Linked DNA regions of Hordeum vulgare: region 2 is linked to region 1. The links are chromatin contacts, called in public Hi-C maps. All regions are on one chromosome and are shown on one strand. Each heading gives the region's core, a stretch centred on a gene start, on an enhancer-like site or on the middle of the called end of the contact. The rest is flanking DNA. Distances are from core to core; before and after follow the strand shown. Region 1 overlaps LOC123449242 (inositol-tetrakisphosphate 1-kinase 2). Region 2 holds the start of LOC123449246 (transcription factor bHLH76-like).

Region 1 (5,396 bases), core at 1,272-3,771:
AATTTCAGTCCTGAAACAGGGCCGACCCGTTTTATATGCGTGTGGGCGCTGGTTCTCTTAGCCGACGCTTAAGTCGCCGACTATGTGCTCCCGGTATTCTTTGGTTTTGGGAACCTTCCTTTTCGAACCGTTTTTTTATCATAAGCCAAAAGGCATACGTCTATAAGCAAAGGTACCGAAGGGGCAGGTGAAACTGGTTTTCTCCTGATCAGATTGCGCAACAGGTATTTGAGAGAAACCTGAATAACCGTCTAGAAAGCAGAAGTGTGTGTGTTTTGATAGCCTTTCTAGCATTTGGTCGATGAACGGCAAAGGATAATGATCTTTCCTGGTTGCCTTGTTCAGTTTCCGGAAGTCTATCACCATTCTATAGCTGGTAATAATCCTTTGTGGGATTAGTTCATCCTTATCATTAGGAACGAGGGTGATACCTCCCTTCTTAGGTACGCAATGTACTGGACTTACCCAATCACTATGAGCAACAGGATAAATGATTCCTGCTTTCAGAATCTTTAATATTTCTTTTCTAACGACCTCTTTCATCTTAGGATTTAATCTCCTTTGATGATCAGGAACTGGTTTGAAGTCAGGATTGGTTTTAATCTTGTGCTCACATAGAGTAGGACTAATACCCTTAAGATCATCAAGAGTATATCCAATTGCAGCACGGTGCTTCCTTAGAGTTTTTAGTAACTTCTTCTCTTCGTGCTCTGAGATGAGAGCACTAATAATGACAGGATATATCTGTTGCTCATCAAGATAGACATACTTAAGAGTATCAGGCAACTGTTTAAGCTCGAACACAGGATCACTTTTTTTCCTTTTACTTTACTTTTTGTGTTTATTTGTTTCTTTTATTTTTATTTTATTTTCTGTTTTTTTCCTTTTTCCAGTTTATTTTTCTTTTTTGAACAAATGTTCAGAAACTTGTAAAAAAATTCAGTTTCCGAATTTTGTTTGAAATTTCAAAGAAGTTTAGAATTTCAAATCTTGTTCACCTCCTTTGAAAGAATTTTAAATTTTGAAAAAATGTTCCCATATTGAAATTTCAAAAACCGAAGTAGTTTTTGCAAATAATGATGAATAGTTTTGAGACGGGAACATTTTTTAAATTCCAGAAATAAAGTTGGAAATGCGAATATTTTTTGAAATTCCCAAACATTTTTTTGAAAAGCGAACCATTTTTATAAAAATGCCGGAACATTTTTCAAAGTCGGAAAAAAAATTAGATTCTGTAACTTTTTTTTAAAACCCAAAACAGTTTTGAAACAGAAATAGAAAAAATAAACAGAAAATAATATAAAAAATAAAACGAAAAAACGGTTCAAAAAATCTTCCAGAAAGTTTCCAAAACCGGAAAAGGCGGCTGAGAAAGTTCCCAAAAGCGGGATCCCCACAACCTTAATGGCCGGCCAGATCATCCCTCACACGTCCTTTCTCTGTGCGAACCCTGGCAATTTGCCGCAACTCGCGGCGAATAGCATTTTCCCAATGAGAGCTATATGTTGCTTATAGCGAGATTACCACTGTCTCGTTCCAAGCTTTTGTCTATGCGCTCCAGTTTCCAGCTGGCCCATTATCGTGCTTTATTCACTCATTTTGTTCGGATTGTTTTTCTTTTGGTTTTCTCTGTTTGTTCACCGGTTTTTTTTTGGTTTTCTGTTTTTTTCCTTTTCGTGGTTTCTTCGTTTCTCTTATGTTTTCACTGTTTTTTTCTCCTTTCTTTATCTCTTTCCTTAATTTCACAGCCTTTTTTCTTTTTCCTTCCTTTTTTCCTAGGTTTTCATCCGCTTACTTTGTTTCTTTCATTCTTTCTATGTTTTCACTCTTTTGCACTGGTTTTATTCTGTTTTTATTTTCTTTTTTGCTTTAGCTTTTTCGGTTTTTATTGGATTATTTGTTACATTTTGTTAACTTTCATTGTTTTTGGAAACTTATTTTTTTTGTCTAATTTCTCCCATACACATTTTATATTTTTATGTATTATATACTCCCTCCGTCCCAAAATAACTGTCTCAAGCTTAATACAAATTTGTACTAGAGCTAGTATAAAGTTGAGACACTTATTTTAGGACGGAGGGAGTATATTTTATAATACATGTTTAATATTTTGGAAATACAAGATCAATATTGTTTAGCACATTGTGAACATTTTTCAAACAGAGTGAGCAATTTTCAATGGCAGTGAACATTTTTCATCCTCAAATTTCAATTTTTTTATTAGAAATATTTTTAATACATGTGTACATGTTTAAATACGTAATCAACTTTTTAAAAATATATGGTTGATGATGTCCTCTTTTATTTAATGCATGTTCTACAATTTTCATATACTGAAGGAATATATTTTTTGTAAAGCTTTTATTTATGTTTTTCAAAAGCAAAGCAAAATGAAGGAATAAAAGGAAACCAAAATAGGGGAAGAAATAAAAAAATAAAAAACATACCTGCTGTGCGCAGCATAGGTACCTTGCTACTGGTCCGGGCCACTAGATATTGCTATTCCTTTTAGGAATCGGTACAAGCGACATCCAGCCCTGGTGAATGGGAGCTCCCCGCCCGGACCTCCTATGTCATGCAGTATGTGTCCAGATTTCTCAAAAAAACAAAAAATGCAGTATGTGTCCAGAAGCCAGTGCGCATCCAGCCCTTGTGTGTTTGATTTACAATTTTTGAATTGGATGAACATATTTTGAACTTGAACAAATTTTGTATTCAAGAAAATTTTTCTGAAAAAATGAATGGACACATTTTGAAGTTGATGAACTTTTTTTGAAAATTATGAAAAAAATTCGAATTTGAAGAGCATTTTTAGAAAACAATGAATTGCGAATTTGATGAATATATTTTAATTCGATGATTTTTTTTGAAATTGATGAACGTTTTTGAAATCCTGATGAATAATAAATCAATTCGATAAACATGTTTTGAATTGATGAAGATTTTTTGAATTGGACGAACAGTTTTATTTTCACGAATTTGAAAAGAAAATTCACAAAATAGAAAAAATGGAGAAGAGAAAAAAAATCAAACTTAAAAAGGAAAAAAAGAAAGGAAAGCAACGTAAAATGGGCCGGCCCATACGACACCCAGCGTGCAGGGGGAGGAGGCGGGGGGGGGGGGGGGGGGGGGAGGTACACGCATGGTTACTCGGCGACGCCCTACGTGCCGAATAGTGATAGTTGTGGTTGTATCCATGGTATCAGTGTCCTCACCAATAATCCTATATTTTCTTGTGAAGAATCGAGACCTGTTTACGAAGGTGTGTACACGATTAAAGGCTTCGATGAAAAATACTTTTACCCAATGTGAATGGTAACATGATAGAGTTGGGCCCCCTCTGCTTTAGGCGTGGACTAGTCTTGATGTATTTCACTTTTTCTTGTGTGTAAGAATCTTATTTGGCCGTGTGCATCTTAGTTATGTAGATGTCGGATGTGATGCATAGATTTTTAAAGTAATAAAGCACTATTCTTCAAAAAGTATCATTTTACAATCCTGCAAACCGATAATCCTATATATTCTTTTTCCATTCCTTCATTTTACAATCCTGCAAACCAAAGAGGCTCCGGGATCCCCACTACAAGAGTATTTAGTTCTCTGTAATGTTAAACTACAACTGAAAGCAGGCTATGCTGTCTTATTCCGAATGTTGCTTACCGTGATGTAATGTTTCTAATTTAACTGATCATTATTATACATACAGTAAATAGGTTAATGGTGATAATTCTGTTTGATGAAAACATTTGAGATCAACGAGAGGAAGGTGACCAAACTGTCATAACAACCCTGATTTATACAAGATCGGCACAAGGCCATTCGAGTTTTTCTTGTTTTTGCCCCCCTCCCCCCCTACTCCTGATCCTGTGTATGTGGCGCCACTTCTGACAAGACATGTAATGCCAGTTTGGGACTTCTTAAAGCCTTGGGCTCCAGCTTATGTATCCGAGATATGTTCATTGGTGCAGAAGTATGTCTACCGCCGATGTATCTCCTCTAGCCGTTTACTCTTTCACAAACTTCCCGGCGCTTCAGCCTCCGCTCAAGCACCTTTGGTATTTGTTTTGCCCAAGACTTTGCAAGAAATCGGTGAATATGTGCTCATAACCAGGCATTTTCCCATATCCTGCAGATAAAATGGAAACAGTATTACTTCGTAGGCGGTCGAACTGCTACTGCAAGGAAATTACCATGCTGTGAAATCGCCGAGTCAAGCCCATGAAGTTTTTGCTGTAATTTTACATGCAAGACTTGCCCATTTAACCAAACAAAACAAAAGCAACTTCTGTGCTAGCATGTATTGCTGTCTCCGTAGAAACTGATCTGACAGCATCACTGAAACTACACATCACAAAATGTCTTCCATGATTTACATGTCATATTCCTAACAATCTTCACCTGGGATGAAGTTACCTGTAATGGTTAAGAACAATCTGCACCCGGATGAATAACAAACAATTAGCAAGACTACTCATGCCCCAGCCAAGCCAACCTTGGGTAGTAGAGAAGATACCCCTACTTGAACAGTGTTAAATTGGCCTAGACGGGCAGAGACATGCCGCGACGATACATTCCTTTTCCCCTCAGCTGGGATAAAATTTTCAGCCCAGCAAGTTCTTCATGAACACATAGACAGAAGAAAAGAAATGCAAAGCCATGTGACAGATAAAATAACTACACACCTGGGAAATAGTTGATATCAATTATATAGTACCGGTCATTAGCTCCAAGCTCTCTAATCATATCTATGTTGAACAATCTTAGACCCTGCAAATTTTAACATGTCAGGTGAGGCAACAAATATAATAGCTACATATAGTTAAGAACCAGTGCTGGTCATACCAGCCGACCACGAAGCTCCCTGCCTAGTTTCTCTAGAAGTGGTCTCGGAGGAAGCTCTGTTCAGTAATGCAAAGTGTTCATTCGGTGCAGTAAAAAGCTCTTGGCAAACATAAGCATTACAACGCAACTACTCCCGTATTTTTTACTAAACAATTTTCTCCTCAACTTTGAGATTAGATCAGAATCAATTCAATAAAGAAAAGAAAGGTAAACCATAGATAAATTGAAAACACTGCAGAAGACACACCTGCAATATGAGGATCAAGGTCTGCATGATCTGCAGTAGCTGCAGCGCATGAAACTCTTGGAAGTCGATAGATGCCAACATTGTTTAGTAAGTCATAGGTATTAACATCAGGAAGAGAAAACCGGCGGACAACCTGTATAGCTTCACCAATGATGTACACCTTAAAGAGGATCCCACCTGTACTTGTAATAAATCAGATGCCACGGTTCGACCATTCGAGAGCACACAAAAACAAAAACAAAACAAAAAAGAACATATGGACATATAAAAGAATCAGGAATTACCATGATTCACAAATTCCTGGAGT
Region 2 (5,253 bases), core at 70-2,569, 1.0 Mb before region 1:
GGATCGAGTGAAGCATGGAGCTGTTGCTCCTCCCGCATCGCAGGGACCAAAGATTGCTCTGGTTTTCTAAGCGAGCTTTTCATTGACCACAGGGGGGGAGAAAGATAACCTTTCTGGTGTAGGCGTGCATCTTCCCGGCTTTGCCCACACATGTTGTGTTGACGATTGGCCTGGTTCATCTTGATGGTAACATTTTTAAACCATGAAATATCTGTCATGAGATTTACTCCTACTACCCTTTTGGCACTGGGCCTGTAAACCACCGTTGCTGGTCGTAGTACTCAAATGACAGCCGTACGGATCAGTCCCGGTGCCCGAGAAAGGCTCCATCTTTCTGCTCTCTTTGCTTGTGGTTTGGTGCACTGAAAAGAATGTGGGGGGAGGGAGGTCATGGGAAGAAATAGTTTACAAAACCAGCTGGGGCAAGGCATTGCGGTGTTTTACTGCCAGGACTCTACTTTTTTGTTGCTGTGATATCTTCTGTGCCTGGGACTGGGGGACTGCACAAGTTAAATTTGTTCCAGTGCTAAATCCTAACCTAACCCTTTGGTTCTCACGAATGCGTTGCTGAAACTGGCACAAAAAACCTGAAGTGCTGTCATTTTCTTTGTCTGTGTTTGGCTGCACGATTCAAAGAAAAATCCGCATCCGCGTCCGATTAGTTTTCCGTATCCATCATGAGTTATCTTGGGAAGAAGAGTGGCATGAAAGCTGGATGTGTACCGCACAAGCGACAGCGAGCCTCTACAGGATTCCGGAGAGTGAGAACAAGAATCCAATTCGCTGCCAAATACACGCCCCTGCCAGGATGCCCTGCCCTGCGCCCGCAGGCCTTCAACTTTTTGACTGTATTATTCCACGGCCACCCAGTCCACACATCTGCTGTTGCCGCCCAACAACCCAAACAACAGCAGCAGTAGAAAGGTGGCAGCCAATGAACACACACACACACACCAGATTGATTCCAAGATGACTTCAAGGGAGGTGCTTGCAAGCTAGTATACATGGACACCTGGACACCACCCCCTTTCAGCTTTGCCGGTGCTCCATACCATTGTTGCATCGTACGTGTATAGTGCTCGTTGGGGAGGGGCCCCCTTTCACAGAATGCGGGGGGCTAACCAAATTCTGCTGATTATGCAACTGGCCTTGTAGAGAAAGAAAAGGGCACTACTTCTACTATTGCTTATACTGCAGCGGAACGTCGTAAAACAAGGGCGCTGTGAAGTGAAGAAACAGTTGGTGGTGGCGCCCCTTCTCTCCTTTTATTATCTTCCCTCCTAGCCGGCCACATGTCCGCACGCCGACACTACTACTACCACCGCATGGTGAACACTGTTCACTATACCATAGGCTGGTGAGACCGTGAGAGTGACCGCAGGCAGCGCTCGCTAGCGATCAAAAGAAGAGGAGGAGCAGCGGAAGCCGCCGCCGCAGCAGCGGCTCTCACCTCCTTGCTGGTAACAACAACGTTTCTTCACCTCCATTGATGCTCTGCGTATGCTGCTGTGGCATCCTCTCCGCTGGCAAATAGTCTTGCGTTTCAGCTTTTTGGAATACCAGCGGCACATTTTGGTACTACTAGAATACTTTCTCGGGAGGGGGGGGGGGGGGGGGGGTGAGCTGCTTGCATCATTTTCCCCTCCTTCCATGAGTGCCAACCGTGTTTTTTTCAACGTGAGTACATTTCGGTCGAATGTTTTCTTCCTGCTCCCATGAGTGTCCGCTGCGTGTTTCAACAGTACGTGGGGATTTGTTTATCGCTCTCGAGAAATTACAGTACGAGAGCATTATTAGCCCAGTACTAATAAGTGGCATCAGCTTTCTCCTCTCCCTGGACGATTTCGGGGCTGCATCCTCCTAGTGTTTTTGACTCATGATATCCCCCTCGATCTACACGCTCAATGAAAGGGTGGAACTTTTAACGCCTCGGGGCCCCTTGTCCTGGCACCTTGGCTGATTCCGGCTTCTCAATTTGGATTGCCGTTCTTCTTAAGGTTGTTCTGCACTGGTGACAGCTGAGTCTCAAGGGTCCTGCAGCTGGTGTAAATCCAGCGTTTCTCTTCATATCATTCATTGTTCCCACATCAAATTCGGATGGGGGTAGGGGCAATGCTCAGTACTCACTGTATATGGTGATGAGGAAGCCTCCCCTTTTCCACTAGTAACAACCGGCTAATTTTCTGGCTTTTTGGCACTCGATCACAGACCCTAAATTTCTTCCATAGTTTGTATTTCTGTTCGAGAACATGCAGGAGATGTTGCTCTCTTTCCTGTTGTCTGGATCTGATTCTGTGGTAGCTAGTTTTTTCAGTGTCAGCTATACACTCGCATAGTTTGCATCCGCCCCGATGAACGCACTTCCGGAGTTTTCATATCGAACACATGATTTGTGTATAGACCAGTATAGATTGTGATGGGAGAAAAGAAGACTTGAATCAGTCTGGGCATCTTGGTAATGCAAAATCTAATGCTGGTGATGAAAGTTTTAAAACAATGACTGCACATATAATAATGTATCTCATGTTTGTGGTCGGCGGGACTAACATGATTTCATTTGTGTTTAAAAAAAGGTACTATTATCATAAGTCTCCCAGTGGAGTTATTCTAAAATAGCTCCACAGGTCCATGACATAAACTGAACTTTGTGCAAAAGATAAGAAAAGGCCATAAACTGAAAACTTGTATGGGATTCTCAGAAATCTTGGTGAAGGTGGGGCATAGGTTCAATTTTTGGTAGGGTTTAAACATAGATAGATCTGGCTCATTTATTGATTAGCGCCATTAACCTTATTCCGGGCTGGCCCATAGAGTACGTGGATGACAGTAGCATCTGATCCTTGGGCCGGTTTTCGATTTCCGCAGTACCACCAACTGTAAATCTCCAGCTGATCTGAATTCAGAACCCTTTATATATTCTGATCTCCGGATGTGATCCAGCTGGTACACGGTTGTTAGCATAGCAGTACCGACAATTCTATTCCATGTACTACTGTGGTCTCCATGTTTGCCCTTGCGTCTGTCCGTTGCATTAGCCTCACTTAACTTTTTCACTTTGGAGGGCAATCTTTATGTAAGGCTGCAAGAGTTAGTTGTTCCTTGTTGAGCCTTGCAAGATATTGACTGCCAGCTCCACCCCGATCTGCTCCTCCGCATTCTCCAGCCTTTAAGTAAAGCAAGCCCCTTCACCACTACCACTGGCCAAACCTCGCAATTTAGAATGGGTGCAACATCACACTGAGATCTGATCAGGTATCAATCAAATCAAGCACAAGGTTTGGTTGATGGCTTTGTGTGTTTGTGGGATGTTGTTGGCAAGATGGTCGAGGTCATAGGAGTGATCATTGTTTTTCTTGGCAGATGTATTCCCCTCCCTGCACTGCCCCTGGAAGCAACGGCGAGCGGAGCTTCGCGTCCGGAGCCGCCAACCCGCTTGCTTTGCTAGACCATGCCATGGACTTCGACGAGCACGTCCTTTTTCCTATGCACAATGCAGGGATGCAAGATGGAGTTCAGTTCTATAACCATACTGCTGGTAAAAAAATATTCTCCTCACTTCTCATGCTGAAGCATGGCGAAGGTACTTGTTCATTCATATGTGAAGGTTCTTCTCACTGCTGGCATTTCCCTGTTTCCCAACTCTCTCCAGGTGGTAGTGGTACCGAGCTGAGTAGAAATATGAGCATGGAGAAGGGTTTGAAGGGAGGTAAACGGAAGGGCTCGGGCGAGGGCAGTTCGACAATGCATTCGCAAGTAATGAAATTATGGAGCCTCTTTCTGTCCCTGTTCTTGCTAGTCTCGTCATTTTGGACTGCATCTCATCTCATCTCATCGTCGTGTATGTATCACCGCAGGAGGAAACTGGGGCCATGTCTCGGAGAGAGGCCAGCATGGAGCGCGCCGGTGAGAAGGAAGGCGATGCTGCTAGCAACAGAGAGGACTACGTGCATATCCGGGCAAAGCGCGGCCAGGCGACCAACAACCACAGCCTTGCAGAAAGGGTGACTAGCCTCTCGATCAACGTAATTCACAGCGCTGCACTTTGTGACATTCTTGCTCACAGTAGTATCTTGTCCGTCTGAAACGCAGTTTCGGAGGGAGAAGATCAATGAGAGGATGAAGCATCTGCAAGACCTCGTCCCAGGTTGCAACAAGGTATCAGCGTCATCAACAAGTGGAAATTTGCTCTTCGGCCGTAAATTTTTCAGAAATTTGCTCACTGTAATATGGTTATGGATTTGCTTACTCTAACCGATGTGGTTGCCTATGGCAACGCAGATTACAGGCAAGGCAATGATGCTCGACGAGATCATAAACTATGTGCAGTCTCTGCAGCGGCAGGTCGAGGTAAGTATACTGAAACAACAGATTCCTCAAAGATCACTTGCTCCTGGCCAGCAATGGCTGAAAGCTTCAGGTGCCTGTTTCCATTCTGGTTTCTGCAGTTCCTCTCAATGAAGCTCTCTGCAGTCAGCCCCGAGCTGAACTGCGACCTCGACCTCCAAGATGTAAGATCAATCGAGTCTGAACAACGAAGAAGACACATGTGTTTATACACTGTTAAAATCACTTCATTCCTCGCAGATCCTTTGCCCGCAGGACGCGCGCTCTGCGTTTCCGGGATACGGCCAGCGATTGGGCAACGTTCATCCTAACGGCAGCATGTTCAGGGCGTCGCAGCCGGGCCTCTCGCGTCCAGAGCTATACGGGAACGGGATCATCATCCCGGACCCGGCAAGTGTTCATCATATGGCGAGGACGGCTCAGCTGCCTGCGTTCCCCCAGGTCTGCATCCAATTGTAACACCCACGAGCAAAACGGTAGCCGAGAGACTGATGATAGCTTTCCCCTTTGACAGAGGAGCATCGTTTGGGACGAGGAGCTTCGCGGCATTGGTCCGGTTGCTTTCCCGGCTGACGCCGGCACCAGCAGCTTGGAGAACTCCGGTAAGGGTTGTCCGTTGCGTTTCTTGTGCGGCTGTGTTTGACTGCTGGCCGTCGAGTCGGCTGGCTGACGAATCTTCTTTTGGGTTGCAGACTCGATGAAGGTGGAGTAGCCGCTGAGGCGGTTGAAACCATGTGCAAAGGCTGCGCAGATCTCCTCGGGCTTTGGCGAGTTTAACTGCTGTCGTTGGGGAGGATTCTCGTGTGTGTGTGTGCGTGCGTGACTTTTGTACAGTTTGACTAAGCAAACGGACGAAAAGCTTTGTGGTCCGTTGTGATGTGCTGTCTCTGCCGGTGTGGACTGGAATTA

Evidence for each region. Hi-C and Micro-C count contacts between places; a contact is called where the count stands out from the background.
Region 2: a contact with region 1 is called in a Hi-C map of leaf, with 3 times the contacts expected there. The contact joins the promoter of LOC123449246 here to the enhancer-like site in region 1. A contact is called at or near these places in 2 of 6 Hi-C or Micro-C datasets (leaf and seedling).

What each region holds. Positions count from the first base shown.
Region 1 is chr4H:520,172,391-520,177,786 of MorexV3_pseudomolecules_assembly, reverse strand. It overlaps LOC123449242 (inositol-tetrakisphosphate 1-kinase 2), which reads right to left. Exons shown (of 10, transcript XM_045126385.1): 6 at 5,374-5,396; 7 at 5,090-5,266; 8 at 4,843-4,898; 9 at 4,683-4,767; 10 at 3,663-4,126. The coding sequence ends at 4,032. Among protein-coding and RNA genes, the nearest start is that of LOC123449242, 7.9 kb to the right of the region's middle. Within about 2 kb of position 2,521, at least 2 of the 3 cell types and tissues checked have open chromatin away from gene starts, as enhancers often do. A contact at or near this core is called in leaf, where this site is marked.
Region 2 is chr4H:521,171,013-521,176,265 of MorexV3_pseudomolecules_assembly, reverse strand. LOC123449246 (transcription factor bHLH76-like) reads left to right here and starts at 1,319. Exons shown (of 10, transcript XM_045126390.1): 1 at 1,319-1,460; 2 at 3,361-3,535; 3 at 3,650-3,753; 4 at 3,855-4,001; 5 at 4,090-4,155; 6 at 4,279-4,347; 7 at 4,446-4,508; 8 at 4,585-4,785; 9 at 4,859-4,946; 10 at 5,037-5,253. The coding sequence starts at 3,361. The coding sequence ends at 5,056.